2 separate regions of the Zea mays genome follow, and region 1 is linked to region 2. A link is a contact called in public Hi-C data. All regions are on one chromosome and are shown on one strand. The core of a region is the stretch at or near the end of the contact, and the rest is flanking DNA. Distances in the headings are between cores, read along the strand shown.

Region 1 (3,222 bases), core at 50-2,549, 230 kb before region 2:
GTACAAACAACGAACATTGACACGTGTTATCTAAGCCTATCCATATGATAAAACAAATCATCAATACTCAGTAAGAACGAAAAAGAGACTTACGGTGGCAAAATTGCCCTTTTGGTTAGTCTACTTCTCAATCTATGGTAGAGAAACAAGAATTTACATCTTTTTCTCCAAAAAAATGTTGCATTGAAATGTGAATAACTGAATCAATGAAATTTGCCATAGAACACAACTTACCAGGTCATTGTTACATTTCTCAAGGTCAAGCACTTTGATGGCAACCAAGATGTCAAGTGGGACACAAAGAGCTCGGTATACTGTGGCACTAACACCATCTCCAATTTCCTCATATAACTTATACTCATTGGGATCAGTTGGAAACCTTCTACTACTCAGCACATGCTCCATGTTCCAAATTTAGAGAGCAGGATCAGTTGGAAACCTTCTACTAATCAGCACATGCTCCATGTTCCAAGTTCCAAATTTAAAGAGCACTACAGGTAACATCAGCGCTCTTAAAATTTCCATAACATAGAAACACGACAATAAATGGCAAGATCACCATATAGGTCTGCCTGAGAATAGCATCCAGCATTATCAAGTTTGATAGGTAAATGCTTGGACTCATGTAGGAGCATTTATTTCATTGGGTTAATTTTCATGCATCCTTGGCTTCAGTGGCTTATATTGACAAACTCAAGAATGAAGTAGGCACCGGAAAGCTACCCAATCTTGCTTCACCCAGAGTGATGTGGCAGAATATTATAAGCTGCAAAGCAGGGAATATGAAAGCATCAGGGTTCCAAAAAGCGGCACTAAGCGCACGCTTCAATGCGCTGAAGCGCTAAGAGGACGGTAACGCTTCGCTTTGGGGCATAAGCGATCCCAAAGCAGCGCGACCGCCTTGGTGGAGCAGCGGCTGCTGGCTCCCGCTGCCTCAGGCTGCGCGCGGCACAGCCGCCGGGGCCGGGCGCCGTTGAGGATCCACCGGAGGCGGGAGGACAGAGAGAGGCACGCACGCAGGGTCACCGGCCAGTGTGCGGAAGACCGGAGGTGAGAGCGCGAGGCGACTGGCGAGATGCGGGAGGGGAAGCTGCTGACGCAGTAGATGAGAGCCCGAGCCTGAGCGCCGCCGGCGTCGCCTGCGTGCCGACCGCGGGTAAGGGAGGGAGCGGAAGATGGAGCGTCGAAGCTGCGAGGAAGATGGAGATGGGAAGAAATGGCGGCGACTGTTCCTTCGCTGGAGCATTGAAAAGGTTAGGGTAAAGAAACGTGTGGGTCTCGTGGAACTTGGTTTGTGCTGAATTATGGGCAACCAAATAAAAGTATATACTATCTTTTTTTTCTTTCTAACATTTTTTTGACAGATCATCATATATATATAATTCAATATATGTTAGATGCCTTAAGTTATGCGTTAGCGGTATATTGCATTTTAGGAACTTTCATTAGTACGTTTAAAATTTAATTATATAGTTAAGTAGCTTGTAAAATAATGACTAGTACAATGTATGTTGGTTGTGACACTATACAAAATATAGTGCAACGGTTGTACGATACGCGACACGAGGGTCCAGACAAATACGATAGATCCTCCTAACAAAAAATAAATTAAAAATTAAAAAGCACCCTCCCTATAAAAAAAATTAAAATTAAAGTAGTCTCTCTCTAACAAAAAAAATCAAACTGTGTCGGGGACCATAATTAGGGGTACACTCAAGACTCCTAAATCTCAGCTAGTAACCCCATCAGCACAAAGCTGCAAAGGCCTGATGGGTGCGACTAAGTCAAAGATCGGTCCATTCGAGGGACTCGATCACGCCTCGTCCGAGCCCAGCCTCGGGCAAGGGCAGCCGACCCCGGAGGATCTACTTCTCGCCCGAGGCCCCCCTCCAGCAACGGACACACCTTCGGCTCGCTCAAGGCCTAGTCTTTACCAAGAAGCAACCTTGGCCAAATCGCCACGCCAACCGACCAAATCACCGGTCTGACAAGAGGACAGCGCCGCCTGCGCCGCTCCGACTGCTGTGCCACTCGACAGAGTGAGGCTGACAGCAGTCAGGCCCGGCCTCAGGCGCCATAGGAAACTCCGCTTCGCCCGACCCCAGGGCTCGGACTCGGGCTCAGCCCCAGAAGACGACGAACTCCGATTCGCCCGACCCTAGGGCTCGGACTCGGGCTCAGCCCCGGAAGACGACGAACTCCGCTTCGCCCGACCCTAGGGCTCGGACTCGGGCTCGGCCCCGGAAGATGACGAACTCCGCTTCGCCCGACCCCAGGGCTCGGACTCAGCCCTGGCCTCAGCCGACGGTCTCTGCCTCGCTCGACCCAGGGGCTCGGACTCGACCTCGGCCTCGGAAGACAGACTCGACCTCGACCTCGGAGGAGCCTCCACATCGCCCAACCTAGGGCACAACAGACCGACCACGTCAACAGGAGGCGCCATCATTACCCTACCCCAAGCTGACTCAGGCTACGGGGAACAAGACCGGTGTCTCATCTGGCTCGCTTTGCCAGACAAGTAATGATGGCGCCCCGCACGCTCTATGACGACGGCGGCTCTCAGCCCCCTTACGGAAGCAAGAGGACGTCAGCAAGGACTCGACAGCCCCGACAGCTGTCCTTCTGCCAGGCTCCAGCGCTCCTCCGACGGCCACGACACCACACGAACCGGGTGCCAAAACCTCTCTGGCTGCCACGATAGCATGTACTTAGGGCGCTAGCTCTCCTCCGCTAGACACGTTAGCACACTGCTACACCCCCTATTGTACACCTGGATCCTCTCCTTGCGCCTATAAAAGGAAGGACCAGGGCCCTCTTACAGAGGGTTGGCCGCGCGGGGAAGGACGGGACGGTGCTCGCGTGAGGCCGCTCGCTCCCTCCCGCGTGGACGCTTGTAACCCCCTACTGCAAGCGCACCCGACCTGGGCGCGGGACAAACACGAAGGCCGCGGGATTTCCACCTCTCACGCCCGTCTCCCTCCGGCTGCCTCCCCCTTCGCGCTCCGTCTCGCGCCGACCCATCTGGGCTGGGGCACGCGGCGACAATTTACTCGTCGGTTCAGGGACCCCCCCGGTCTCGAAACGCCGACAGTTGGCGCGCCAGGTAGGGGCCTGCTGCGTGTTGACGAACAGCTTCCCGTCAAGCTCCAGATGGGCAGTCTCCAGCGACCTTTCCAGCCCGGGACGGTGCTCTGTTTCGGGAGTCTTGAGTTCATGTCCCTC
Region 2 (2,789 bases), core at 61-2,560:
CGTTTTCCTCCAGGGCAGGGGCAGTACTGTCTCCTCCAACTCTGACAATAGACATGTCGCGAAAATATCTCCCCCTCATGGCATCAATATGACTTTGCTTGATAGTCGATTTTCCGAAGATAGTATGGCTTGGGCGCCACGGCCGATCCTCAGAGTCTTCATCCCCGCTTTCAATGTCATAACTATCACTGTCATCAGAATCTTCGGATAAACCCTCCATGATCTCCTTAGTAATTTTCTGTGTATTTGTTTTTGCCATGGACTCATAAAATCCAGCAATGAAAGGATCTGCAACTTTTTTCTCTTCATACAGCTTCGTCTCCTCGGTTGTTTCTTCTCTCCACTCATCTTCTTCTTTTCAAATTTGGAGCAAACGCGTCTTTAAGCCGAAGCTCAAAAAGCTTGAAAATCAAGCGAGAGCTAGTGAACAAGAGCTAAAAGTTTGAGAAAATAACACAAATGGCAGAAATGGCGTATCAATGCTGCCGGTGTGGGTTCCTATTTATATGCCTCGCGTTTTGCAACTTGGCGGGCCCTGTCTGTCATTGACTGTTGCTATTCTAGCAAAGGGAAGATGTTTTTTCGGTCCTTCGGCTTAAGGCCTTCGTTCATGTCGCAGTCTGAATTCGTTGTTATAACAAAATAATACTGCGAGGGGCTAATGTTGGGAGCCTTCGTCTTCCGAAGGTCCTCAAAAACACGATTAACAATGTTTCCCAAGTATAATATATGTACAGTAACCTTCGGACTCAGAGTGAAGCTGAACACAATATGAAAAGCATGGTCGGGACGAAGGTTGAATCAGTTCCGAAGCTACGCGCAGGGAAGCTTCGGCTCAGCAGCAGAAAATGGAACCGACCTAAAGAGAAAAAGATCGATCAGTCCATGATAGTTTGTGTCATGTTTATAGCTATTTGTTGAGGGTATGAATGTAATTTCGACCGGGCTGCGTCCCGTGCCTATAAATAAATGAACATTAACATGTACTGTTCACGCTGACTTGTGTTCATTTGTGCGTCATACTTGAACTTTTGCCTTCTGTCAAGTCGACACGTACACTTTTGTCTTACCATTTAGTACTAAAGTTTAGTCTAAATATACCCTAATTCTGCGGTACGTAAAGCAAGAGAAAGAAATGTCACACGGACGGCCTGCTTCATGCGGTGCCATTTGCCAACTACCGATCGCAGCGCCCATTCACGCTGCTTCGGTCCGTTTCCTTCTTCCCTGTGACGATGATCATCTGGAAAGCCATCGGCTAAGTTACGTGCACCGACAAAGACAAGTGGACCCAGGAAATATGGGACCCAGATGTCATTGAGCGGAGCATGTTCGGCTGGGTGTCTGCACGTCGGCTGCCGGGATGTGCACCAACTCTCCCTCACCCCAAACGTGGACCACGGTGACCTGGCCCCCACTCCCCCGTGACGATTGGCGGGGCTCACACGTCAGGGTCCCGTTGGGAGTCTTTTTATCGGTCGTGCCCGCAGTCGACTCGCCGCCCACTTCTGTAGCTGTAGACTGTAGTTCTGTTCCTCTTCCTCCCCACTCACTCCTGCGCTTCCTCGCCGCGCGGTTCCTTCTCCCTGATCCTCCTTTGGCTTCGCGGTTCATGGCGATGTGGAGGGCCGCCGCTAGGCAGCTGGTCGACCGGGCGCTCGGCTCAAGGGCCGCGCACGTAATCCAATCCTCCCTACCCTACCTTTCTCGTCGTCTTCGTTTTGATCCGATGGTTACCCTGTTTCTGCTTTAGCTGCGAATTTGTCGCGTGCTCGTTGATTCATCGCGGCTACTGCGCCGAGTTTATCGGCAAATTTCCGCTTGATATTCTTAGCTGCGGGGGCCGGACGGCGAATTTTCAGTCCTTACATTGTTGGCTATGCTGCTTTTCAGGATTTTCTTTCCCTTGTGTATGTTTTTTTCCTCTTTGGTGAAATTTAGTAGAGTTTAGTTCACACAAGATGTATTGCTTGTGCCTGAATTCCAGATGCGGAGCAATCCGATCTATCTATGACACAAACTTTGAAGATGCATTCTCATTAATTGAATTCTTCCTTTGTTCTGCAGACGTCTACAGGCAGCAAGAAGATAGTCGGGGTGTTCTACAAGGCCGGGGAGTATGCCGACAAGAACCCCAACTTCGTCGGCTGCGTCGAGGGTGCACTCGGCATCCGCGGCTGGCTCGAGTCGCAGGGCCATCAGTACATTGTCACCGATGACAAGGAAGGCCCCAACTGTGGTCAGTAGCCCAGGCAACCCCCCCCCCCCCCCCCCCCCCCCCCCCCAACACCCACACCCAAACAAAGATTTCAGTACTTCTCATTTAAGTTAGGGTGGTTCCAGTAATGACTTATGAGATAGCGTTAATCGTTTTATTTCATATTCTAATAGAAGAGAAGGAAAATATGTCTCTTGATCAAGAGCTAGTCTTATACACATTTCAAGATTACGAGAGGTTGTCATATGGACCTAATCGCATTATGAGCAGAGCTATTGCTAAAAGTTAACACCATTGGGAAGGTTGTCTTTGAGCTAGTAACTGGCTTTTATTGTTCAGGGTGGCCTAAGCATTTACTGAAACATAAAAGCTATCAAGCCTACCATCATGATTTTAGAACACTGAAATACTCTCTCTGTCCCAAAAAGAAAGACATTATAATCTATAAATTTAGTAAGTCACACCATAAGTTTTACTAAGTTTGTAGAAAAGAAGTAGTATTTGTGACATCATATAAATATACGGTGAAACTATATTACTGATACACTTTTTCTATAAATTTACTTAAAAC

The links. Hi-C and Micro-C count contacts between places; a contact is called where the count stands out from the background.
Region 1: a Hi-C map of ear shows a contact between it and region 2, with 4 times the contacts expected there. The contact joins the promoter of LOC103638383 here to the promoter of LOC103638381 in region 2. A contact is called at or near these places in 5 of 25 Hi-C or Micro-C datasets (bundle sheath, ear, endosperm and 2 more).

Annotation. Positions count from the first base shown.
Region 1 is chr9:52,469,858-52,473,079 of Zm-B73-REFERENCE-NAM-5.0, reverse strand. LOC103638383 (serine/threonine-protein kinase BLUS1) reads right to left here and starts at 1,299. Exons shown (of 22, transcript XM_035962542.1): 1 at 1,017-1,299; 2 at 235-766. The coding sequence starts at 405.
Region 2 is chr9:52,243,132-52,245,920 of Zm-B73-REFERENCE-NAM-5.0, reverse strand. LOC103638381 (formate dehydrogenase 1, mitochondrial) reads left to right here and starts at 1,310. Exons shown (of 6, transcript XM_008661313.3): 1 at 1,310-1,678; 2 at 2,068-2,239. The coding sequence starts at 1,364.